Linked DNA regions of Mus musculus: all the other regions are linked to region 7. Evidence: chromatin contacts called from public HiChIP or PLAC-seq and promoter capture Hi-C data. All regions are on one chromosome and are shown on one strand. The core of a region is the stretch at or near the end of the contact, and the rest is flanking DNA. Distances in the headings are between cores, read along the strand shown.

Evidence for each region. Promoter capture Hi-C pulls out the DNA fragments that hold promoters and counts their contacts. HiChIP or PLAC-seq counts read pairs in DNA pulled down with a chosen protein or histone mark. Capture Hi-C pulls out chosen DNA fragments and counts their contacts.
Region 1: a contact with region 7 is called in an H3K4me3 HiChIP or PLAC-seq map of forebrain, with 4 times the contacts expected there. The contact joins the promoter of Srm here to the promoter of Dffa in region 7. A contact is called at or near these places in 5 of 39 promoter capture datasets (cranial neural crest, frontonasal cranial neural crest, hippocampal neurons and 2 more), 8 of 115 datasets of contacts at active chromatin or transcription factors (craniofacial prominence, embryonic basal ganglia, embryonic forebrain and 5 more) and 1 of 9 other capture datasets (adipose tissue).
Region 2: a contact with region 7 is called in a promoter capture Hi-C map of pancreatic islet. The contact joins the promoter of Draxin here to the promoter of Dffa in region 7.
Region 3: a promoter capture Hi-C map of pre-B cells shows a contact between it and region 7, with 4 times the contacts expected there. The contact joins the promoter of Gpr157 here to the promoter of Dffa in region 7. A contact is called at or near these places in 2 of 39 promoter capture datasets (cranial neural crest and pre-B cells) and 1 of 9 other capture datasets (liver).
Region 4: a contact with region 7 is called in a promoter capture Hi-C map of pre-B cells, with 3 times the contacts expected there. The contact joins the promoter of Tmem201 here to the promoter of Dffa in region 7. A contact is called at or near these places in 6 of 39 promoter capture datasets (the 3T3-L1 cell line, the C10 cell line, HPC-7-derived erythroid cells and 3 more).
Region 5: a promoter capture Hi-C map of pre-B cells shows a contact between it and region 7, with 3 times the contacts expected there. The contact joins the promoter of Ubiad1 here to the promoter of Dffa in region 7. A contact is called at or near these places in 7 of 39 promoter capture datasets (the C10 cell line, cranial neural crest, erythroid cells and 4 more), 1 of 484 Hi-C or Micro-C datasets (pre-B cells) and 1 of 115 datasets of contacts at active chromatin or transcription factors (differentiating embryonic stem cells).
Region 6: a contact with region 7 is called in an H3K4me3 HiChIP or PLAC-seq map of bone marrow-derived macrophages, with 6 times the contacts expected there. The contact joins the promoter of Slc25a33 here to the promoter of Dffa in region 7. A contact is called at or near these places in 3 of 39 promoter capture datasets (cranial neural crest, embryonic stem cells and liver), 1 of 115 datasets of contacts at active chromatin or transcription factors (bone marrow-derived macrophages) and 1 of 9 other capture datasets (liver).

What each region holds. Positions count from the first base shown.
Region 1 is chr4:148,589,933-148,593,310 of GRCm38.p6, forward strand. Srm (spermidine synthase) reads left to right here and starts at 1,581. Exons shown (of 7, transcript NM_009272.4): 1 at 1,581-1,854; 2 at 2,112-2,232; 3 at 2,550-2,642; 4 at 3,356-3,378. The coding sequence starts at 1,688.
Region 2 is chr4:148,128,976-148,132,429 of GRCm38.p6, forward strand. It overlaps Draxin (dorsal inhibitory axon guidance protein), which reads right to left and starts at 1,723. Exons shown (of 7, transcript NM_027426.3): 1 at 1,598-1,723. It also overlaps a transcript of Mad2l2 not described here.
Region 3 is chr4:150,085,673-150,089,237 of GRCm38.p6, forward strand. It overlaps Gpr157 (G protein-coupled receptor 157), which reads left to right and starts at 1,831. Exons shown (of 4, transcript NM_177366.3): 1 at 1,831-2,464. The coding sequence starts at 2,082.
Region 4 is chr4:149,736,144-149,739,785 of GRCm38.p6, forward strand. Tmem201 (transmembrane protein 201) reads right to left here and starts at 1,925. Exons shown (of 11, transcript NM_001284270.1): 1 at 1,692-1,925. The coding sequence starts at 1,804.
Region 5 is chr4:148,442,670-148,446,263 of GRCm38.p6, forward strand. It overlaps Ubiad1 (UbiA prenyltransferase domain containing 1), which reads right to left and starts at 2,091. Exons shown (of 2, transcript NM_027873.3): 1 at 1,259-2,091. The coding sequence starts at 1,781. It also overlaps the pseudogene Gm23303.
Region 6 is chr4:149,772,643-149,776,196 of GRCm38.p6, forward strand. It overlaps Slc25a33 (solute carrier family 25, member 33), which reads right to left and starts at 1,625. Exons shown (of 7, transcript NM_027460.2): 1 at 1,358-1,625. The coding sequence starts at 1,413.
Region 7 is chr4:149,102,114-149,105,453 of GRCm38.p6, forward strand. It overlaps Dffa (DNA fragmentation factor, alpha subunit), which reads left to right and starts at 2,029. Exons shown (of 6, transcript NM_001025296.2): 1 at 2,029-2,273. The coding sequence starts at 2,138.

The DNA of each region.
Region 1 (3,378 bases), core at 331-2,830, 510 kb before region 7:
TCTCTTATTCTTTCCTCTCTCTGCATCTCTGCATTCCCTCTGCCCCCTCCCCTTTTTCCACGTTGGCCTCTATTTCTCTACTCTCTCCCTCTCTCTGCTTCTACTACCCTCTTAACTCCCCTCCCCATGCCCTAAACTGTTCTATACTATACCTTGTAGCTGGTCCCTCAGGGGGAAGGGATGCCTTGGCATGGGCCCGCTGAAGCACCCTCTTCCCCCATCCCTCACCACACCCCCATAAAACATATTCTTATACCTCTTTATCTTTTTTTTTTTTTTTTTTTTTTTTTTTTGGTTTTTCGAGACAGGGTTTCTCTGTGTAGCCCTGGCTGTCCTGGCACTCACTTTGTAGACCAGGCTGGCCTCGAACTCAGAAATCCGCCTGCCTCTGCCTCCCGAGTGCTGGGATTAAAGGCGTGCGCCACCACTCCCGGCTTCTTTTTAAAAAAAAAAAATTTTTTTTTTAGATTTATTTATTATTAAATGTAAGTACACTGCAGCTGTCTTCAGACACACCAGAAGAGGGCATCAGATCTCATTACGGATGGTTGTAAGCCACCATGTGGTTGCTGGGATTTGAACTCAGGACCTTTGGAAGAGCACTCAGTGCTCTTAACTGCTGAGCCATCTCTCCAGCCCCCCTCTTTATCTTTTTATGTACACAACACATGCTGTCCCCGTCAAGTTCGTAAAACTGGACACGAATCTCCATCTGAGCCATTGTGACCCTGGATGCCCTGGTAGCAACTTTGTAGACCTCCCTCCCTCCCTCCGTTTGCGAGCTTGAAGTCAGCCAAGGCAGGGACAGGGCTCCAAGCAACAGCTCATGCCCTTCAGCTGTGCGTTATGACAAGGGGACATGCTCCCACTCCAGGTGGAGGCTGCTGAGTATCAGTCAGAAACCGTCCCTGACACCGTGTCAGGAATAGCTTATTCGTGGTTCGTCTTCCTTCTTTGGCATTCAAACTGTGTATGGAGCAATTAGCATTTAATATTCGGTAATTAGCATGCTTAATGTGATTCTGATAAGTTCCTTGACATTTTCATAAAAACAGCCACGTTCCCTCCCACCCTTCAAGGAGCAAGACCCAGTTTGTAAAAAGAAAAAAAAAGCCGCGCCAGTCTTTTTTGGTTTTGAATATGCATGTGCGGGGCCTCAGCTGGTAAATTTAGAAAGAGCTCCATTCTTATTCTGCAGCCACCCGCTCCTGGCTGACAATCCGGAGCAAAGTAGCCAAATGGCGCGACAATCCTCGCAAGTAAATAAAAGTCCCATGTGCGCCCAGACTAGACACGATCTGCTCAAACCCTACGGGGGTCCAAGGATGGGCCCCAGCCCTCGAACCGCTGCGCCGGCGCGGCCCGCCCCGGAACCCTCCCGCCGCCAGGGCCTCTCCCCACGTGGCCCGGCAGCCGGCCGCACTACCCTGCTGCGGCTGACAGACAGCACGGCCCAACCAATCACTGCTAGTTGCAGCCCGGGGAGCCAATGAACTCCTGGTGAAGCTGCGGGCCGGCCCACGCCGCCATTGGAGAGCCGGGGTCCCGCCCCTCCGTAGGCCCCGCCCCCGAGCGGGTTAGGTTGCGGCGCGGGCAGCGGGCAGAGCTGGTCACGTTGTGCTGGGGGGGGTCCGCGCGCCCTGCAGTCCCGAACCCGCTACGCGCTCCGTCGGCCCGCCCGCCCGCCATGGAGCCTGGCCCCGACGGCCCAGCCGCGCCCGGCCCCGCCGCCATCCGTGAGGGCTGGTTCCGAGAGACCTGCAGCCTGTGGCCCGGCCAGGCCCTGTCGCTGCAAGTGGAGCAGCTGCTTCACCACCGGCGATCGCGGTACCAAGACATCCTCGTCTTCCGCAGGTATGGCCCGCCGCGCGCCGGTGCAGCTGTCAGAAGTTCTGCGCTGGGCCCGGCCCTGCGTCCACGTGTCACTATCGGGACACGTCAGCCGAGGGGACCCCGGGACCCACCCAGCCCCCACACGTGGCTCGCCTGCCACGTGTCACCCCGAATGCCCACCCCTGGACCCCATGGCGGCCACGTGCACGCCCAGGGAGGACAGGGACCTAACCTCCCAGTGTCCCAGGACCCACGTCCCCGACTGTCTCTGCCCGCAGTAAAACCTACGGCAACGTGCTGGTTCTGGATGGCGTCATCCAGTGTACTGAGAGGGATGAGTTCTCCTACCAGGAGATGATCGCCAACCTGCCGCTCTGCAGCCACCCCAACCCGCGGAAGGTACCGCATTGCCCCTGGGTTCAGCCCTGAGCTCGGGGTCCTAGAAAAGCATGTCGGGCTGACACTAGGTGAGGATGTTTGGGGGCAGATGCTACCCAGATGACTGTCAGAAAATGCGGGTCGGTCAGGATGAATAGAGCTCCTGGGAGAGCTGGTCTCCTTAGAAGCCCCGAGAGGGGAACCCAGGCTGCCAGGAAGGACCCCGTGGCACAGAAGCGTTCTGGAGAGTAGAGAATGACTCAGAGTCCTGTAGCTGGGAAGATCAGGTTCTGTGGGAGTGGGCCTGCTCAGTCCTGACTTGTCCTTCCCTGGCCCAGGTGCTGATCATCGGGGGTGGAGATGGGGGCGTCCTACGGGAAGTGGTGAAGCACCCCTCTGTGGAGTCGGTGGTCCAGTGCGAGATTGATGAGGTGGGTGCAGTCCAGGAGGCCTGGATTTGAGTCACCAGAGTCAGCTCTGTCCCATCCTGACTCTGCACCCCGAGGCGCAATGTTCTTACCATCCCTGCCCTGTTTCCTCAGTCTGAAAAGAGGGTTCAGTAGGAAAACCAGATTGTTAAGGCCTGGCACACACCACACCATGGATGTTAACTCTTAGTGCTTTCAGAGCCCAGGCAGAGCCAGAGAGCTCAACAACTTATGGCATCTCCCCTTGAGACCCAGCATGGTTTTAGTGAGCACTTACTGTATGCTGAGTGTTACCCAAGGTGCTGGGTTGATACGGCCATGGACAGGTGAGCCCCTGAGTGTAGAGCTGGTGTTTGGGTTGGAGAAGACACCATAACACAGCATGACATGATGAGGCCAGACAGGGATAAAAGATATGGAGAACACAGGCTGATAGGAAGTGTGCAGCCACGCATGCTTACAGCCCCAGCACTTGGGTAGAAGCAGGACGATCAAGAGTTTGAGGCCAGCGTGAGTTATCTGAGACCATCTCTCAAAAATGCAGAAGCTCAGATGGGACTTGGTCTGCAGGGAGTTGAGGCCTGAAAACCATGAAGAGCTGAGGTGGTGTAGATCTGGGGGAAAGGGTTTTCAAAAGAGAAGACTTGTCCAAAGAAACCCCACCAGGAGTCCCCAGCCTCTAGTCCAGCCCAGCCCTTCCTCTCCCCCCTCTTCAGGATGTCATTGAAGTCTCTAAGAA
Region 2 (3,454 bases), core at 473-2,972, 970 kb before region 7:
CAGCAGGGGCCTGAATGGGGAAGGCCCCCATCTTCATTGTTGCCTCATTGCAACACAGGCTGCAGCTCAAACAAAAACAGCCTGGGAGCCCCCACCCAGCCTACTGATCGAAGGCTGCATCTCCAGAAGCTGCCCTCCTTGCTCTGTGTGCCATATCACTGTCGGACCACAGATGATGGATGGATGGGGGAAGGATGAGGGATTAAAAAGCAGGTTCAGGGCTTGGCAAGTCAATCCACCAGAAGGAGGCAAATACCTCAGCTCACAGCTGACATCATGGACCGAGGAGGCTTGGGGGCAAGACAGAGAGGTCCACAGCTGGGATGAGTGCTTCAGACACCTCCAATGCACTTGGGGCATTGGTAGCACCTATACAGTCACACCACCTTGTTCATGCAGAGGGAGAGGTCACTGTCACTGTGGCTGGTTGTATGCACAGGCAGGGGATGTGTGTTGAGTGTGAGGATAAGACAGGGAAAGTACAGAGAATAGGATTTTGGATGGTGGCAAGGTCTCTAAGCCTGGACTTTGTGACAGGCTGTGGACCTCCACCCCCCACCTCAACCAGGGACTGTAGAGTCCCTCTCTTGTCACCACCAGCACCGCGAAAGTACCTAGGAGTGTTCTCTCATCCCTACAGGTAGATCCTATTGTCCCTGTTTTATGACGGAGACACTAAGGCTCAGACCTACACTCCTTTGTGTAAGACTGCTTACTTCCAGAGCCCCAAGCCTAGAGTGACAGCAACAAACCAGTTGAGAACATCTTGTCTGCTACCAGACTGGGGTGATGGACTAAAGGGACAAGCAGCAGTAGCAAGGGTCACTGCCTGAAAGAGTGAAGGCCAAGAGAGTACCCAGCTGAGATGCCCAGACAAAACTTGTTAGGGAAACCCAGGAACACTCACTCCTTAAACACAAGCTCTGGCTCCGGAAGGCAGCTGAGCCCTTGTGTCTGAAAAGCCTCATGGTGGGAAAAGCCCAAGCCATCCCAGAGAATGGAACTAGGTGCCCTCGAGGCGTAAAGCAAACACTAGTCCAGCCCCAATGGGGAAAAAAAATGTGAGGCCAGGCTATGCCAGTTTTGGGTGAGTTTAGCGTCCCGAACACACCCAGCCTCCGGGGGGCGTCGTTGAAAGGGACAGAGGCGCCCTGGTCAGCTTTGCCCCCACTCAGGCAGTCTCTGGAGACTTCTTCCAATGGTGATAGACGAGTCCTCGATCTGAGATACCACCCAGAGTTAGAGACAAAAAGACACTGGGTCCCAAAGGTAGAAGGCTAGTGCGGAGGACCCGGTACACCGAAAGAGCAGCAAGGGCGCACGCGAGGCAGAGTGCCACAAAGCACGAAAAAGTGAGTGTCCAGTTCGGTGCCAGGAAGCAGATCAGGCAGCGGGACACAGAGCCGGGAGGCAAGGGGACACCAGGTGCGAAGTGAAGACAAGAGTTAGGCGGATAGACAGACAGACACGCCAGTCAGAGGGCAAAGAGGGAAGCAGAGCATCCTCCCTTCCAGCAGGTTGCGGACCGTGGTCAGGGTGGTCCACCAGGTGAGCGATGGGCGGGGCCGGGGGCGGGCCGAGCCAAGCCGAGCCTTACCTGTCGGGCGGACGGGGAGGGGACCGAGGGCTCAGGGCCGAGCGCCTGCGGGAGTGGAGCGCAGCGGAGGGCGGAGGGAGAGGTGCACGGGTGGCAGGAGGCTGCTCGGGCTGCGAAGGAGGGAGTGAGCGAGGGGCGGGGACGGCGCGCAGGGAGGGGACGTAGGAGGGGCCGCGGAGCTCCGCGACCTCCCGCCGAGGGCCAGCCCCTGGCCTGGCCAAGCCCCGTGCGCTGCGGGCGCTGCGCCCTAGCCAGCTGCGCTCGCCGATCGCCGCCCGCTCCCCCGAGGCCTTGGCGCCGCCGCCAGGGCGCGGGGCAGACAAAGGAGGCAGACAAAGGCGAGCGCAGCCCCGCGGCCGTGTGGGCACCGGGCGAGGCGGGCCCGCTCCTCCGGGTGCGTAAAACCCACCTCGGCGAGGCCCCGGGGCGCGTGGGACGGGAGGGGCGCCGGGCAGCGGTGGCGCATCTGGAGTGGCCCCGTGTGTGTGTGGGGGGGTGTGGGGGACAAAGGGCAGCGGCAGGGCGTCCCTGGCGGACCCCCTCCCCCCAACAATAGATTCAGGCTGTGAGTTCAGCTGCGGCTGCGTCTGGCGGGGCAGGAGCCGGCGGGGTCCCCAAAAGGATTATTCCGCCTAGGCTGTCAAATGGGACGGAAGAAATGCCCGCGGCAGGGAAGGCGGGACCGACAGCGGCGAGGCCTTTGTAGCCTGAGAAAGTGCGCGGAGTGGGGGAGGTTCTCAGAAGTCCCTGTACTAAAGGGGTGTGCGCGAGAACCTCAAAGAGTGGTCGGACCTCACCTAGGTACCTATGGCACACTTGTGCCTTCGTTTCACCTCCCTCCTAACACACACACACACACACACACACACACACACACACACACACACACACACACACACACACACACACACACACACACACACACACACAGAGTCAGCTTCTTGCCACTCTCCTGTCCCTAACCGGCCTTGCGCGCGCTACTCAGCCCAGCCCAATCCGGACAAAGCCAGCCAGCCCTGAGGCGGCTCATCCATCACCGTGCGGGGTGTCCTGCCGACCCTGGGAGTCCGGGAATGTTGGGTTACGGGTCCCACGGCCCCCATAACTCACAACGGGGTCAATGGGGCCGCCGACATTGCAAAGATCAAAGAGTAATGGGGCGGACCTGGCACGTGGGAAGAAGGGGAGGCTTCCATTTCCAGTGTGACAAACTGTGGCTTAGAGGTTTGGTAGTGCAGTTCCGCATCAGGCAAGATTCCTCCTCCAGTGCCAAAGGATAACCTAAGGCAAATTAATTTCTTCGAGTGGGTCATTGTATGGAACTCTGGATTAAAGGCTTAATGGCAGAGGTCTGTGTAAGAAAAATGTCCTGAACCTCCCAGCCCGCAGAAGAGGCTCCAGGGAAATTAAACCATTGCCATTGTTGAAGCTATCACATGACCATGGCCGGCACAGAACAGCTTGGTGAGAAGCTAGGTGCTAAAACTGCTTCTGTGAGTACCTACTGGACACAACTCAAACTCGAGAGAATAGACTGCAATAGAGTAAAAGCAAAGTCAGTTTCGCAGGCTCCTAGCACTGAGTTCCAGGACTTGAGAGAGATCTTATCTCAAACAAACAAACAAAAATACAGGCAGAACAGTTAGAAACTGTAGCAGAAAAGAGACTGGACTTAGGGGAGGAAGTAGTAAGCAGGGAGGGGGGCTCTTCAAGGATTGGGCAGTAGCCTGGTGTGCATGGCCAGTAGATGCCCCTTGGAGGCAGTCCCAAATGTTGCTCTGCCTGTTACCCAAGTGTGGGACTCTGTTCCTCCAGGTTCTTCCAAGAGTGACTCAGGAGAGGACTAGGCTCCTACCC
Region 3 (3,565 bases), core at 581-3,080, 980 kb after region 7:
CAGCCCAAGTACTTGAGGGAGAGCAAATGCTATAGATTAAATCATTACTGTGGTTGCACAAACTAATAAATGTACTAAAACTCAGTGACTTGTAGGGCTAAAAGGGCCATTGTTGATGACAATAAAACATACATTTTAAAAATTTATTATTATTATTTATTTATTTGTTTGTTTGTTTGTTTGTTTTTGGTTTTTCCAGACAGGGTTTCTCTGTATAGCCCTGGCTGTCCTGGAACTCACTTTGTAGACCAGGCTGGCCTTGAACTCAGAAATCCACCTGCCTCTGCCTCTCAAGTGCTGGGATTAAAGGCGTGCGCCACTACTTCCCGGCCTTATTATTATTATTATTATTATTATTATTAATTATGTGTGTGTGTGCCCCCATACTAACTTATGTGCTTGCGAGTACCTTGCCCTTAGAGAGCAGGCCATGGGATGCACTGCAGCTGGAGTCATAAGTGGTTGTGGGCCATCGAATATGCAAGCTGGATCTTGCACAAGTATCTCCATCCCTAAGAAATACAAAATGTTCAAACAAGAAAAAAAAAAAAAACCTCTGTAAACTGGGAACTATGCTTCCTTACTTTTTTCTTTTCATGTAACATATTTAAAATTACATTTTTTTAAATTTATGGGTATGGGGGTACGCCAGCCACAGGTGTGGAGGTCAGATGTGGAGGTCAGATGACAATTTACCCCACCAAGTGCGTCCTGAGAATCAAATTCAGACTGTCAGTGTTATTCTGCCCTGGCAATTACTCAAGGCCATCTCATAGGCACTAATGTTTCATTCCTTAACATCGCACCTGGCGCTGGAGAGATGGCTCAGCGGTTAAGAGCACTTGCTGCTCTTCCAGAGGATCAGATTCGAATCCAGCCCCCACATGGTGCAGGGGGTGGGGAGTCTGACGCACTTTTCTAGCCTCTGTGGGCACTGCATACACATGGTACAGGTACATCCGTGCAGACAAAATATCCACGCACGTAAAATGATAAAATGTATTTTTAAAATAGCACTAATAAGGTATATAGAATAAACAAGGAACTAAAAGTATATATATATTTCAGTAGGTGAGCACTTCATTGGGATGTGTAAGGTCCTGAGTTGTACACCCAGCCCCACAAAAACACAATACTTTCATTGTAACAAAAGTTAGAAACTTCCCCAAATCACCACCACAGATCTTGTGAAGATTTCGAGTACCCAAGCTTCAGGAATGTAGGCCATGCTCTGGACCTGTTTTTGCCACCATCGGAAAGAATGTTTCCAGCAACCACCCCTCCCCTCCCCAACACACACGTAAGCAGGCTGATCAGGGGAAAGTAACATTAGCCTTAAAAATGCCATTCTCCCCTCCCCGCCTCCCCCCAACCCCCAGAACAGGATGTCCTGGCCATTTGCTAACCTCCTAGAGTGGCTCTGAGAGGCAGAAGGCAACGATTGGGACAGGACTGGGAGGTACTAGGTAAGAGGGAAGCGTAGAGGCGCAGAGGCGTGGGGAAACGCGGAGAAGCGATTGAGCTTGAGGCTGAAAGAGCATCAGGGCGGAGCAATGCGCAAGTGGGGGGCATGGGAGGAGCTTGAAGGAGGCTGGGCGGGGCTCTGGGGCTACAGGGCGGGACATGGAGAGCTCAGGGGCGGAGCGCTGGAGCTTCAGATTCGGATGTGTTACTGCGCAGGGGCGGGGTGCAGGGGCGGGACGCGAGGAGAGCGCGCAGGGTTACAGAGTCGGGGTGTGGAGAGCTCATGAAGGGGCTACCAGCTTGGAGACAGCAGGGGCGGGGACTCGGGACGAGATTAGAGTGCTCAGGGGCGGGCGTGGAGTGCTCAAGGGAGGGACCTGGAGGACTCAGGGTAGGATTGTAGAGCTCAGGGACAGGGAGTGGAGGGCGCCGCGGTGAGACCGCTGTTGTGTAGTTGTTAGACTGGGCGGGGCTGGGACGCAGGCGGGACCCGTGGGGACGCGAGCCCGGGCGCCAAATGCCCAGACAGAGGCGACCGCGGGCTCGGCTTGGCCACGACCTCTCGGCACCCTTAGGCCTGTGCACCCTGGCTGTCTGCCCTTGGTCCCCAACCCACCATGCCCTCACCCGCGCCTCCCACCGAGCTGCTGCCGTGGGAGCGCGCGGTGGTGCTGCTGTCGTGTGCGCTGTCAGCTCTGGGCTCGGGCCTCCTGGTGGCCACGCACGCCCTGTGGCCTGACCTGCGTAGCCGGGCGCGGCGCCTGCTACTCTTCCTGTCGCTAGCGGACCTGCTCTCGGCTGCCTCGTACTTCTACGGAGTGCTGCAGGACTTTGCGGGCACTTCGTGGGATTGCGTCCTTCAGGGCGCTCTCTCTACTTTCGCCAACACCAGCTCCTTCTTCTGGACGGTGGCCATCGCCCTCTACCTATACCTCAGCATCGTCCGAACTACGCGCGGGCCCTCCACGGACCACCTAATCTGGGCTTTTCACCTCATCAGGTGAGTAGGAGACCCGGCTTTGCCTCCAGGCCCCAGACCCAGGCTTATGGGTCCCGGGCCTTGCGTGCTGTGCTGTGGCATTCGTGCTTTCCCTATCTAGGTGTCAAGGTGGTGTGTCCTACTGGCAGTCACATGCATCCCCGAACCATGGAAGGGTGCCCAACTTGCCCAAAAAGTTGGAGCCAAACCTGTCTGAGCGTCTCTGAAGAGGGTGGTCTCTGTATCTGCCCCAGCCAGAATCTCCCAGCAAGGTGTGGGTGGGTGCAGAACTTGCCCATAGGAAGAGGTCTGCCATTTAGAAAGGAATTGGAGACAGTCTGTGCCCTTTGCCTCCTACTTCACCGCGATCTGGCAGTCTCTGCTGCCCATGGAGAGAAGTTCCAGTCTGCAGGCTAGAAGATGAGTTAGGTGGCTGCCCTGGCCTAAAAGCCCACAGCTTCCAATTCTATACCACAGTGGTTGTGGTGCGTCCAGCCACTCTCAGACGATAGTGTGCCAACTGTAAAATGCACAGAGGTATGCTTCTTTAAGCTTTTCACGACATTTATAAACTTCAGGCCCCCATTACCTGCACTTTCTTAGACGCTTTTAAAAAAGATTTATTCATTTTATTTTATGTGTGTGAACTGACTGCATGTATGTATGTGTATGTGTCACGTGTATGTGTACTTGGCGCCCTCGTAGGTCAGACGAGGGTATCGGATCCCCTGGAACTGGAGTTACAAATGGTTGTGAACCATCATGTGGGTGCCGGGAATTGAACCAAGGTCCTCTACAAGAGCAAGAAGTGCTCTTAATCACTTCTCTTAACCATGCTCTCAACCATCTCTCCAGGTCACTCGATGTGGTCTTGATTGTCGAGAACTCAGGTCAGGGTCAGGCTGTCAGCCACCTGGAGTCCCTGAGAGTGGGGAAGCCCAAGGCCCTGCACTATGCTGGTCCACTCTTCTTTCACGCTTGTCAGCAAGAAAGCTGTGCCCAGAGGCCAGCCTTCCCTCCTGTCGTTTCAGTTTGAAATTCTCGGCAGTCTGCGCAGAATTTGAGGCAGGAAGCCTAAGGCTTGTTTCCTGTCTCTTTGCCTCAGCTCAAGGCACCAGCGTC
Region 4 (3,642 bases), core at 675-3,174, 630 kb after region 7:
ACCCCCATTCTTCACCACAGCTGATTCCTGCCTGCCACAGCTTCCCCTCCAGGGAAGGGGAAAGAAAGCTGCAGCCTCTTGCTAAGTGAGGCTTGCTTCAGAACTGTGAGAGGCCAATTCACCTGCACATGAAACCCAGACCTCATAAAGACAGTCACCCGAGACCCCGTGCTCTGACCAATCAGCAGCAGTAGTCCAAACATGGTCCAAACCTTCACAGTCTGGTGTCAGTATGAAAAAAGCATGAAGGGGTTTTTGGCTGCTCCTGAAAGAAATAACACGTCCCACCGGGCGTGGTGGTGCACGCCTTTAATCCCAGCACTTGGGAGGCAGAGGAGGTGGATTTCTGAGTTCGAGGCCAGCCTGGTCTACAGAGGGAGTTCCAGGACAGCCAGGGCTACACAGAGAAACCCTGTCTCGAAAAAAACAAGCAAGCAAACAAACAAACAAAAAAAACAACAACAAAAAGAAATACATGTCCCACACACACCTCACCAAGAACTCAGATTCCTGTCTCTAGCAGAGGCAAGGCATTCGTTGGCAGGACAGGAAGGGTGACAGGCAGCCAGTCCTGGCCACAACAAGTCCCACTCTGCTCTTTTGGCCAAATGCCCTGAGCTGGCAGAGGCAGCCAGGAGATGCCTGGCTTTTGGGACAAGCTCTGCTTGGCACATGAACAGACTGCCCAGGCTCCCCTAGGCCCAGGTAACGAGGGACTGCTTTGGGTTGGCTGATCTTAAGCGGTCCCTCTGACTCCCAAAAACTGGGTGGGAACAAGACAGGAAGCTTGGGTTGAGATCTAGAGTCAGGCACTCTCTCAGCCCCCCGGGATGTGGCCCCCTCTTTCAAACACAGCTGACATCCATCCCCTCCTTAGGTGCCGCTGACTCACCTACCTCTAACAACTTTTGCCTGCCCTCTCCTGCAGAAGAAATGCAGGGTTAAGGAGGGCGACCTATCACCCTGATTGCCAGTTCAAACCATAGCTCCTTGTCATCCAGCGACTAGGGTCAAGTCCCGAGCACTGCACATCCCCGGCTGTCCCAAAGAGGCTCCCACGAATGCGTGTATGTTCCTATCCTCGGGAAATGTGATCAGGTGAGCTATTCCTTCACGCTGCTGGAGAAACGACTCCATTCTGGGGTTTGACCACGGCAAGCTTGGAGTACTGGGGTCTGCGTGGTCTCTGAGCCATGACAGGCCAGGGTATTGATCCCAAAGCCCATCCGTGACATGTGTCCAAGGAGTACAGCGTACACCTCTGAGTGGACAAGTTCCTTAAATGTGTGGAGCGCAGGCTCCTGCCTCAGGCTGCTACTGCTCACACGTGCCTTCTAAGTACTCAGCTCCAAGGCTTCTCCGGGGGAAAGCTTACGCGAGGAATGTTATTGCTATCGCATACAGACCATCAAGCGCCAGCTCTCATCCTCCTAACCGATGGGCGGCAGAGGCCCAGCAGGGCAGTCCAGCCAGGAGCACGGGCCTCGAAGGGAGGAGCAAGCAGCAGCCCCCTCCCCCAGCCACGGTCGGCGGCTGCTCCCCGACGAGGCTTTTAGGGGGTGAGGGCAAAGGCGGTGGCGGAGAATGCGTCCCGCATTCGCGAGCAGGCCTGGTCCGCCCCTAGGACTCCGCCGTGGCCTCGCGGGGGCGGGGCGGCGGCCCGGGCCGCGTGCAGCGGGGCGCGCACTCACCTCCGCGCAATCCGGTAGAGCACCACGCCGGCGGCAGCGCACGCCGTGACCCCGAGGCCGCCCGCCAGGCCGGCGGTGGGGCAGCTAGCCAGCAGCGCGCTCACTCCCTCCATGGCTTCCGGGCCGAGTCGGTGGGCAAGGGGCGCGGGCCGCAAAAGAGACTCCCAGCGGCCCGCGCGCTCCAGCTCGCGCCGTGACCTTCGCCGCTTTGTAGCCGGCGCGAGCCCGCCCCTTGACTCGGCGCGCTCCCGCCGCGCAGCCAATCGCGGCGCGGGGCGAGCCTGAGTGGGCGGGGCGCCTACGGAAGCCCTCGGCACTGGCTCGGACGCGCCCCCCAGCGTCCACAGTTGCAAAGCCACTCTCTAGAGCTGGAAGGAGTCCCGCCTGCGCCTGCAGCCTGCGCACGCATGCATTTGCAGGTCCTAGTGCTGCTACCTTAACGCTAATCCTTGCCAATGCTTTCTCCACTTAGTCCTGCTTTCCTGGCGTTGGGCTAAAGTCGGTCTGTGCCGCTTCAGACGCCACAGTGGTTGAAAATTAGCTTGCACAAACACAAACGTCCAAAGACGGAAACGAGGTTAAATAATCACAGGATAGCATGTTTCGGAACATAATGCAGCCATTAGAGTGAATGGCTAAGGTGTGTGTGTGTGTGGGGGGGGATTGGTCCTGAAGGGATTATCCTTTTTTTTTTCTTTAGTCGAATGTAGATGATTTTCATAGTTGCCAAGTTTGATGAAGTCTGTGCACTTCAAATAGATTACCTCGGGGAGTGAGATGGAGGGAAGAGCCACTTACAGGCGTGCTTCAGCATTTACGTGAGCTAAATTAGGGATCAAGAAAAACTCACTGAGGCTTGGTGATGCACGCCTTTAATCCCTGTGGAGGTAGGCGGATTTTTGTAAATTTGAGGTCAGCTTGGACTACACAGTGAGTTCCAGGTCATCAGGCAATCCATGGGCTAGTAGGTAGGTCCTGTCCTAAAACAAAACAAAATAAAACAAAACATCTCTAGCAAGAAATATTTATACCAGGTTGGGCAGATGTTGTGGCACAAGCCTTTGATTTCTTTAAAAAAAAAAAGGTCAAAAAATTATGGGGCATGGTGGTGCACACCTTTAATCTCAGTACTTGGGAGGCAGAGGAAGGCAGATCTCTGTAAGTTCAAGGCCACCCTGGTCTACAGAGCAAGTTCCAGGACAGACAGGACTCTGATACACAGAAAAACCGTGTTTTGAAAAACAAAACAAAAACAAAACAAAAACAAAAATCTAAAAAAAGTTTATCTCTAATTACATACTATGTTTCTGTAGAATACCCCACCAACACACACACACACAATTTTATGAGTGTCTCTTTTTTTTTAAAGATTTATTTATTTATTATATGTAAGTACACTGTAGCTGTCTTCAGACACTCCAGAAGAGGGCATCAAATCTCATTACGGATAGTTGTGAGCCACCATGTGGTTGCTGGGATTTGAACTCAGGACCTTCAGGAAGAGCAGTCGGGTGTTCTTACCTGCTGAGCCATCTCATCAGCCCCTATGAGTGTCTTTAAGATCAAGTTCTCTGTGGGCAATGATGGCTTGAGGGTCACTGTAATAATCTCTCGCTTTTGTTGGCAGCTCACCTGTCCACATGTCACCAGTCAGGAAGGAAGGAGCAGGTTGTGTGCAGGGAATCAATGTAAAAGCCTGGAAGGTGTCGCTTGTACATCAGAGACAAGACCTTTCCCATCCTCCTTTTGCTTTCTATTAGCTCTGAGTGTGCCTAGAGTGCACTGGCTCACACAATGCATGGCCACGCCCACACATCATTCACTTTCTGGATCGGATGCCTTGAGTTCCAGGAAAGGTCTCCAGCAGATAGCTGTTGTCTAAGAGCTTCCTGAACATCACTCACACCATCTTAGGCACCGCATGACTATTGGCATCTCTAAGTCTTAGGCA
Region 5 (3,594 bases), core at 841-3,340, 660 kb before region 7:
GTGAGCCGAATGCCAGCCAAACGACTTAAAGCAGTCATCAGGGCCCCTTCTCTGTCCCGCGCCACGGCACTTACCACCTCTTACACTCACTGTGACCTGCATCGCACTTCAGTTAATGAAGAACCAGACTCACAATGGTTCCAAAAGATAATGGCTTACATTCTTATTACACATTGACTTTTTGTTTTGTTGTGTTTTGTTTTTTTTGAGTGCAAGCATGTGTGTAAAAGACTTTTGAGGACAACTTTTGGAAGTTGGTTCTCTCCTTCTACCTTATGAATCCTGGAGATTAAGCTCAGGTCATCAGGCTCTGTGGTATCGGCCATTATCTGTTGAGCTATTTTGCTAGCCCATTCTATGCTTTTTGTTTGTTTGTTTGGTTTGGTTTGGTTTTTCGAGACAGGGTTTCTCTGTATAGCCCTGGCTGTCCTGGAACTCACTCTGTAGACCAGGCTGGCCTCGAACTCAGAAATCTGCCTGTCTCTGCCTCCCAAGTGCTGGGATTAAAGGCGTGCGCCACTACTGCCCAGCTTAAAATTTTATTGATATGTGTGTGCACATGTGTGCTGATGCCAACTGGGGCTCCAAGGGGGTGTTGGATCTCATGAAGCTGAAGTTAAATATGTTTGTCAGGCACCCAACATGGGTGCTGGGAACAGAACATGGGTCCTCTATAAAAGCAGTTTTATATATAGTGCAGTTGAGTTTCCCACCTTTGGGGAAATCACAGGGGTCAGCATATTGGAGTACAATAGAGAAGTCTTGGCCAGGAAAACCACCTTTGAGATCATGGCATCTCCCTTGCCAGGTAAGTATGAACATTTATTTATTTCTGTATTTTATGTACATGAATGCTCTGTTTGCACTGTAAGCCTGCATGCCAGAAGAGGGAATCAGATCCCATTACAGATGGCTGTGAGCCACCATGTGGTTGCTGGGAATTGAACTCAGGACCTGTGGAAGAGCAGCCTGTGCTCTTAACCACTAAGCCAACTGTAGGGGGGTCTCCAGCCCACAGTAAGAGATCTTAAAGGCTAAGCCATGTCTCCATCGGGGGAGCAGTGTTCATAATCCACTGCCAAACCAGTATTTTCACAACTTAAGGTTTCAAAGTATCCACGATACACACATTTTGGATTTCCAGTCAAGTGGCCTACTTTAGTAAGGCGTCTTTGACACGTCTACCATTCCTATGGAAGGTAGCAGTTTCCAGTTTAGGCAACTGGGACCTTAGAGCAGGAAACAGGCCAATTCTTACCTCCTGTGTAGAGAAAGGAGCCAGACAGGCCTCCGAAGTAGATGAGAGCCAAGTGTTCCAATTTCAGAGCGGACAGGTAGTAGAGGCAAGCAGCACAGACGCAGCCCAAGGTGTAGAGGAAGACTCCAAATCGAACAACATCCTGGGGCTCCAGAATTCTGTCCACCAAAGTTCTGTCATCACTCTTTTTGTGGTCAATGCCCTTGGAAAAGTCATAGTATGTGTTGACCAAATTGCCGGCCCCGTGTACAGCCAGGACAGCCACTGCACAACCCAACAACAGCCTGGGATCCAGGACACCCTGAGACCTGTAGGCCAAGGCACTGCCCAGGGCCACAGGGGTGAGTGAGGCACTGAAGCTCCAGGGCCTCAGGGCCAACACGTAGGAGGCGCACTTGTGCCTCCAGGATCGTTCGGGAAGCCTGTCCTGCTCGGGCCATTCGTTCTTCTGCGGGTCCCCGACCTTGGCTGTCTCTCCTGCCAGGATATTAATCTTCTCCCCCGGGGCCTGTACCGCAGCCATGGAAGCTACACGTGGCTAAAGTCAATTCTAAAAGTGAGCCACTCAAGGGGACCGCCCCAGGACGGAGACAGGCGGGACAGCCTGGCCTGACCTTTCTCTGGTTCCGCCCCCGGTCAGGGTTTGGGAGGCGGGGAAAACTGAAGACAGCAACCAGGCCATGCACCGCCACGGGGCCAGCGGCGCTGCCCGCCCACCTGTCACCTGAGCGAAGCCTGTCTGGGGTCGCTTCCCCCGTGCCACAACTCAATAACCCGCCTCAGCCCGCAACCCCTATCGGGCGGACGGCGCCGCCATCTTGTGCGTCGGCCTCAGGAGGCCGGCCCGGAAACTCGGACCTGGGGCGGGCAGGGCCCGGTGAAGGCCGGCGAGGGGCGTGGTCGGAGAGGGGTGTGGTCAAAGGCCAGAGCCCAGGTTCAACAAATTAGCTAAAAGCAAGTCACTGGAAAGAAGCAGCTGTTTAGCCCTCCTGGGATTTCAGGGCGTGTCGCTTTGCGTTATACTGGGCAGGTTCACTTACTGAAATAAGAAATAAGACTCATTTGTGGTTACCCCAATACATCCTACGTTGAAAGTATTGTGCGCATTGCTGGGCTGGTGGTGCATCCTTATGGCCCTAGAACTTGGGAGACGACGACAGGAAGAGAATTCAAGGACATCCCTTATTATATAGTGAGTTTGAAGCCAACTCAAGCTTCGTGAGATTATCTTTTTGTTTGGTTTTCGGTTTTCAAGACAAAGTTTCTCAGTGTATGTAGCCCTGGCTGTCCTGGAACTCACGCTGTAGACCAGGCTGGCCACGAACTCAGATTTACCTGCCTCTGCCTCCCAGGAGCTGAGTAAGATTAAAGGTGTGTGCCACCACCACCCTGCAAAAAGGAGATGGAGAAGAGGGAAGGGAAGGAGAAAGGAAAGGAAATGGAAGGGAAGAGAGGAGAGACCGAAAGAAGAAAAGAGAAGTGTTCATAAGCCAAGAGCTTGGAAAAGAAAATGCGGTACTATGTGATGGAACATGTATGTATAGCTGGAAGAAAAAGAAGTAGGAAGCTTTCTGTGTACTAAGATGTAAAGACCTACATGGTTTTTTGCTTTGTTTCTGGAGACAGGGCCAGGACTGATGGCTCAGCGGTTAAGAGCATTAGCTGCCCTTCCAAAGAACAGGGTTTGATTCCTAGCACCCCCAAGAGCTCACAACTGCTTGTATCTCCAGTTCCAGGGGATCTGACCCCCTATTCTGGCCTTTAAAGGCACCAGGCATGCATACATGCAAGAAGATCACACTAGATATACATATATACAGGCAAAACACCTATTCATAAAAAATCCAATAATAAAATGGCAGGGGCCTATATAGCTCAGGCTGGCTAGAAATTGGCAATGTAGCCCATAATGACCTTGAAATTTTGATCCAACCTTGAATCTCCTCCAACTCCCTGAGTGCTGGAATTACAAGCATTCACCCACACTTGGTTTTATGGGGTGCTGGGGATTCCACATGCTAGGCAGATAATCTACTATCTGAGCTACATCCCAACCCTACACCCTGCAGGCTTTTGTGAACATCCTAACGTGGGAACTGCCCCTGAGTCCTGTGAAAGAACAGCTGGTACTCAACGAGAGTTGAAATGTTGGAGGGAGGGGATGCTGCGATGGGGATGTAAAGTGAATTTTAAAAAATAAATGATCAGGAAAAATTAAAAACCACAAAAAACCCACACAGATGTTAGGCCAGGCAAGGTGGCACATGCCTTTTAGTCTAACACTCCAGAGGCAAGAGGATCGGTCAGTTCAAGGCCAGTCTGGTTTACATAGTGAG
Region 6 (3,554 bases), core at 375-2,874, 670 kb after region 7:
GAAATCCATCCAGACAGGGTCATCAACTATAGTAGTGAGCCTCAACACAGGCCACTCTGAAACTCCCCCAGTTAAGAGCAGGCAGACATACAACATAAGAGACCACTCAGTTAAAAAAGAAAAGAAAAGAAAAAGTATAACAAACAAACAAAACAACCCATTGAGTATAAACTTATTTCTCTTGGCTTTAAAAATATGCCTAACAGACTTTAAGTTCCCTGGGATGACACATTTATATAAAGTGAGGGTGCCTTCTAAGGCTTACTCTCAAAGGTTAATACCAATGAAGACATGGATAGGAGGAATGAAGGCCTGACAGAAATGGATGAACAAGAAATTCCTCCTGCCTAGGCACAACCATTAAAGCTATCTGACGGGTGAAAGGTACTGCCAGCCTGCCAGGTAAAAGGACCAAGGCACCAGAAACCCTTTCATCACCGTTATTTTCTGGATAACCCTTTCATTAACCATTACTTTCTAGTATATGGAACTGTTTAGGTCCAGTTATAGTTCTCAAGTGAAGATGATAACACAGGAAAAACGCTGCATGTTATGTAAAACTTAAATAGCTGGGCTAAATCTCAAAGAGCTCTTCATGACCCCAGGGCTGGGGACACAGCTCCATAGATAGTTTGAAAAACCAGCACCAAAAGGGTCCCAAGCCACTAGCAGCTATGACAAAAGGAAAAGAAAAATACTATTTAAAAAAGAAAACCCCAAACTTTCGTTTTTTTAGGGGGTTAATTCAGCTCCTAGTTGTATCCTCCTATCATGATGTGTTCCTCCACTGAAAATCACTGAAAGGTGCTTTAGGATCGATTAGCACTGACCAACCTTCCGAGGTCCCCATTTACCGTCCCACGTGGTGCAGACCAGCATCCGTTCCCCCCCAACCCCCCATACTCCGCAGGGCAGGCCACGGGCTGCCCTGCGACACCTGCCCGCAGCTCTGACCCAGCGCAGTACCTCCTGGGCTAGCTGCCCCGGGACCTCCAGCATCCGCACCTCTGCAGCGGTGAGTGACCGCAGCGTGATCAGGAAAACGCCAGGAGGCCGGAGCCACAGGGGCTCGGCGCGATCGCCCCTGGTGACAGTCACACCAGCCAGGAATTGTTCAAAAGGAGAATACGGCGAGAGGCGGCCGGTGGGTGGGGGATGGGACCGCGGACGCGCCGGGTGGAAAGCCGCCGTGCCGGCTGACCCCGCGGTGGGGACGCCGAAGCCACGACCCTCCTGGGCTGCCCGTCCTGGCTTCACCCCAGTCCGCGACGGACGGGAAACGCGGATTCCCAAGGCCACGGCACGCAGGGGGAGAAGGCCGGGGCTGAGGCGAGAGCAGCTCGGGCCCCAGACTCACCCGCCGGCGAAGAGATGAAGCAGCGTGTTCTCTTTCTGCTGAGTGCCCGTCGCCATGGCCGCGCCGGCTCCGCGGCCCGCCGCAGCCGCTCGTGGGACGCGCGAGGTCTTGAGCTCCGCTGGCTTCGCTGCCTTCCTCAGGCAGCCGCCGACGCGCCCATGCGCGCGGGAGGCCCAGGCGCCCGGCTCCCTCCGCGGCGTCGCGCCCGGCCAGTCAGCGGCCTCTGCGGCGCTTTCCAGCCGCTAGGCAGAGAGCCTAGCGCGCGGCCGTCACGTGGCGGAGGCCGGGCCGTGACGTCGCGGGGCGCGGCGCGGCGGAGGTGTGGGCCCGGATCCCGTACGCCTATTGGACGGCAGGTGGATGTGGGCGTGGCGGTCGTGCAACGCGGGGCGGGATCAGGCCCCGAAGGGCTGCTCAGGATAATAAGAGGATGACCAGCAAACTGGTCAAAGCTGCTTGGTCCTTCTCAGAGGCTGGAAACTGAGTGTGTAACCATGCCCTATGCTCCAAACCTCTTCTTCTTTTTCTTCTTTTTAAAATTATGTTTATGTGTGTGTGATTTGTTTTTTTTTAAGACAGTCTTACATTGCAGTCCTGGACTGCCTGGAACTTGCCATGTAGACCAAGCTTGGCCTCAAATTCACATTTTATCCGCCTGCCTCTGCCTCCCAAGTGCTGGGCCTAAAGGCGTGCGCCACCACTACCCAGCACCTTGGAACTTTCTATGTAGACCAAGATAACCTCGAAGTCACATTGATCCTTTTGCCTCTGCCTCTCCAGTGCTGAGATTACCCAGCTGTTTTTTGTGGTTTTTATTGTGTGTTTTTAAGGGATGTCATGGGTTCACACATGCCACTGTCTAATGGTGAAGACCAGAGCACAGCTTGCAGGAGTCAGTTTTGCCTATTCATCATGCAGGTCCCAGGAATTGACTTGTTTTTTGAGACAGGGTTTCTCTGTGTAGTTCTAGGTGTTCTGGAACTTACTGTGTAGACCAAACTGGCCTCAAACTCACAGATCTACCTGCTTCTGCCTCCTGAGTGCTGTGATTGAAGGCATGAGCCACCATGCCTCACGGGTCCCAGGAATTGGACTCAAGTTGTCGGATTTGGCTGCAAGTACATTTACCCTGAGCTCCCGATCTTTTTAAGAATTTCATTCTGTAATATTTCCATGTATAAACATGTATGGTGATTACATATTACATCTCACAGCTCTGAGCTTAAATAGGAAAAAAAAAAAAAAAACACGTCACCTAAACAGCCTGCCCTCCTCTAGCCTACCCTTAGTGTTTTGTGTGTTCTTGATCTTTCTATAAATAGCATTATATTTGGTATGTATTTTGCAGTGTGAATTTTGTACTGTGTGCGCTGATGCTCGGACTTGAGCGACCCAGATCGCTCCTCCCCTTAAATATCCTGGACCACTGCCACAGTGAGCCTGGCATCTTCTTACCTCCAGGTCTGGCTCTTGGCTGGGCTTTGCCTGGTTGCCCTGGCAGCACCCTGATCACATGGCTTCGGTGACTCCATGTGGGCTCGTGTACTCACTCTGTTTTATTCAAACTGTTTGTCCCATTCTGGAATGCAAGCTCCATGGGAGTGGGGGGCCTTGTTTTTACACTTCATGGTTGTTCTTAACAGATTGTTCCTGTCACGGTACCTGCCACCTAGTACTGCCCAGGGAACTAATAAACAAATGTCCTAGATTGAACTGATCATTCTACTCCTCCCCCAAGCCTGCTCAGTCTCTTCTGTTCCCTGCCCTGGTAGTGACTCTATATTCTGCACAGGCACCAAGGCCATTAATGTCAGCTTCTAAACTGACTCATACTCTCTCCCTTCCCCTCCCTCCCTCCCTCCCTCCCTCTCTTCCCTCTTTCTTACTTTCTCCCTTCTTCTGCTTCTGACACTTCTAGCTCTGACAAGTCTTGGAACTCATCCTTTCCTTCCTTCCTTCCCCCTCCCCTGCTAGGGACTCCAGGTCTGTGTGTGTCCCACCAACTCTGCAGCTGAGAGGAAGCTGTCCCCACAGGCCACTCCTTTGCTCCTTTACCTTCCAGAGTATTCGGATGCAGAACACACCAACCCATTGTCTTCCGTCTCCCACATCTGATGAGAAGCACCGCCTTTAACCGGCTGAGCTGCCAGACGTCCTGTGTGTACACAGAGGGAAACTGGAGTAGGAGGCGAGCTGT
Region 7 (3,340 bases), core at 779-3,278:
AATGTCTTTTGCCCACAGTCCTAGGAATCAAACTTAAAGTCTTGTTCAGGCTGGCTTGTGTTCTGGCATTTAGCTACCCCCAGTCTGTATTTTTATTTTTAGCTCAATTTGTTGGTGTCTAAAACAACTCCCTGGTCTACAGCAATGCCCTCCTGTTATTGCTATTTAGCAACCTTTTTGCGTAGTTCAGGAGAGCTGGCTGGTAGACGGCTCATCAGTTAAGAGCACTCACTGCTCTTGCAGAAAAGCCTGGGTCTGGTCCCCACCACCCACATAGTGGCTCACAACTTTCCAGGACCCCAGGGCCAGGGCATGTCTTCTTTTGATCTCAGCAGCAGGTACCGGGCAAATGTGTATGTAGTGCACAGAGATATATGCAAACAAAACATTTATACAATAAATAAATAAATTTAATACAATTTAATACAAAAAATAAAATAAATATTTTAAAGTTTTTCTCTGATGGGACATTGCATTTTTGGCAAGACTGAAAATTAATGTTCTATGTTGAAAACTGACTTCCTTCAAAATATCCTGCAGTGGTGGCTCATGCCTTTAATCCCAGCACTTGGGATGCAGGAAGATTTCTGAGTTCCAGGCCAGCCTGGCCTACAGAGTAAGTTCCAGGACAGCAAGGGCTAAACAGAGAAACCTTGTCTTGAAAAACAAAACAAAACAAAAAATTAATTAATTTTGGTTTTTGAGACAGAATTTCTTTTTTTTTTAAGATTTATTTATTTATTATTATATGTAAGTACACTGTAGCTGTCTTCAGACACTCCAGAAGAGGGAGTCAGATCTCGCTACGGATGGTTGTGAGCCACCATGTGGTTGCTGGGATTTGAACTCTGGACCTTCGGAAGAACAGTCTGGTGCTCTTACCCACTGAGCCATCTCACCAGCCAGAGACGGAATTTCTTTGTGTAACTTTGGCTTGTTCTCCTTGGCCTTGAACTCAATGAGATACAACTGCCTCTGCCTCCCAAGAGCTAGGATTAAAGGTATTCACCAGCATGCTGGGTTACAAAAATAAAATTTTAAGAAACATAAGTAAACCAGCTCCTTTTAAAAACTTAATAATAATTTCATAGCAACCATTTGTGTGTGTGGGGGGGGTATGTGTTCACATGAGCATACATGCATGCATACAAATGTCAGGTTGTGTGATCAGAGAACAACTTTTGGAAATCTGTTTTCCTACCATGCTGGGCTCTGGGATCAAACTCAGGGTGTAAGGACTGGCAGCAAGCACCTTTACCCACTAAGCTATCTTGTCAGCTATTTAACTTAATGTAAAATGTTTACTTAATATTTCAACTTGCTTGTAAATCATATCCTTTAAACTTCAAAAGTCACAAAACCAGTCCTGAAAAACACACAAACACACACACACACAATTTTCTCTTTTATGTAGCTCTGGCTGTGTAGAAACTCACTATGTAGACCAGGCTGCCCTGGAACTCATAAAGATCCTTCTGCCTCCTGAGGATTAAAGGCCTGAGCCACAACACCCAGTTCAATGGCAACTCTTAAAACATGAATATGCATCTGGAGAGATGGCCCAGCAGTTAAGAGCACTGACTGCTCTTCCAAAGGTCCTGAGTTCAAATCCCAGCAATCACATGATGGCTCACAACCATCCGTAATGAGATCTGATGCCTTCTTCTGGTGTGTCTGAGGACAGCTACAGTGTACTTATGTATAAATAAATCTTTAAAAAGGAAAAAAAAAAAACATGAATATATGGCTGGCAATGTAGTGTAGAACTATGCTTACCATACATGAGACCCCGGGTTTTCCATCATACAGTCTTTTAGAGAAGAAAAGGAGGGGAAGGTAACAGGGTAGGGGAAAGAAAACAACAGAAAAAAAAGAAATCTCCAATCTGGACCACTTCCCTAAACTGAATCCCCCCCGCCCCTGGCTTTGAACCCAGAAACTACAATTCCCGTCGTGCCCTGGAACGCCCGTGATTAGCCGCCACTAGAACTACATCTCCCGGCGTGCCTTGGTCTCGCGTAACTTGCTGAGAGAACTACATCTCCCGTCAGGCAGCGGGAGGAAGGTTGTCAAAGCTTAGGGAAGGGGCTCTGGGCTACCTGGGATTTCCCAGAGTCGCCAGGTCCCCACTTTGAGGATGGAGCTGTCGCGGGGAGCCAGCGCCCCAGACCCGGACGATGTCCGGCCTCTCAAACCGTGTCTGCTACGCCGCAACCACAGCCGCGATCAGCACGGCGTGGCAGCCTCCAGTCTCGAGGAGCTGAGGAGCAAAGGTTGGCTGCTGAGGGGACCGGGCGGGGTCGGGAAGGTGACCCCAGAGCCTAGGGACTGCAGGGACCCACGTGGGTCCAGTGATTGACAGATTCCTGGCGTTTTTACTTACCTACACTGAGAGGAGCCGTGAAGGGGACGGGAAACTGTGCAGGTCCAGGTTCATTGACCTGATTTTGGACCAAACCGAGTCCAGCGTATTCTGTCCACTCTGGCTCACAGAGGCGGTACTGGGGCTCCCCGACGGGATGGGAATGGGAGTCCGCACTCAGTACCTATTCCATTAAAAGGGAGCTGTCAGTGCCTGCCCTTAGAGTCCAAGTAAGGAACGTGAGCCATGTTCTGATCCTGACTATACTTTGCATTTAACCATCTCTGGACCCTTAGTTTCCTCAGCCGTGTAGTGGGTGTATTTTCAACTTTGCTTCAAAGGATTCTTGGGACTCTCAAGTGAGATGGTCTGTTCAATGGTTACTTACAAGCGTTATTAGCCCGTAGCAACAAATGAGATACTCAAAGAAGTTCTGCAGGTCTTTCATGTCAGCTAGCTCCGGGCACGGATTCACCTGTGCCAGGGTGTGCATCGCTTCCGGAGAGCTAGCTACTGAGACCCAGGAGCAGGGTTTGATCTGGTGACAGGGGTTCTGTCACACCAAGGCTTGCATTTCACCCCAGCACAAGGTTAGTTCAGCTTAGTGCCACTTCAGTTGCATTGGCTGGGTGTCCTTGGCCCCAGAGACTTCTGTTCTCTGCAGCAGAGCCTATAGCAGACTGACTGGCAGTTCTATTTTGGGTGATGACAGCCTTATGGAAAGCCTCTTGCCTGGCAATAATATAAATGAAATGACACTGAGTAAAGCTTCTGCCAATACTGTAGTTTCCTTCAGTCTAGAAGAACTGCAAAAGAAGATAGCCACAGAGAGAATAAACCACCTACTTTTTGTTTTCTGACATTTGATGTGTAGAATTCAAGATTACCACCGAATAAATGAGCAAGGGACAGCATTACGCGTCCACTGTAATCAGACCAGCCTCTGGTTGGATGCTTATTTATGTAGACTCAAATGCC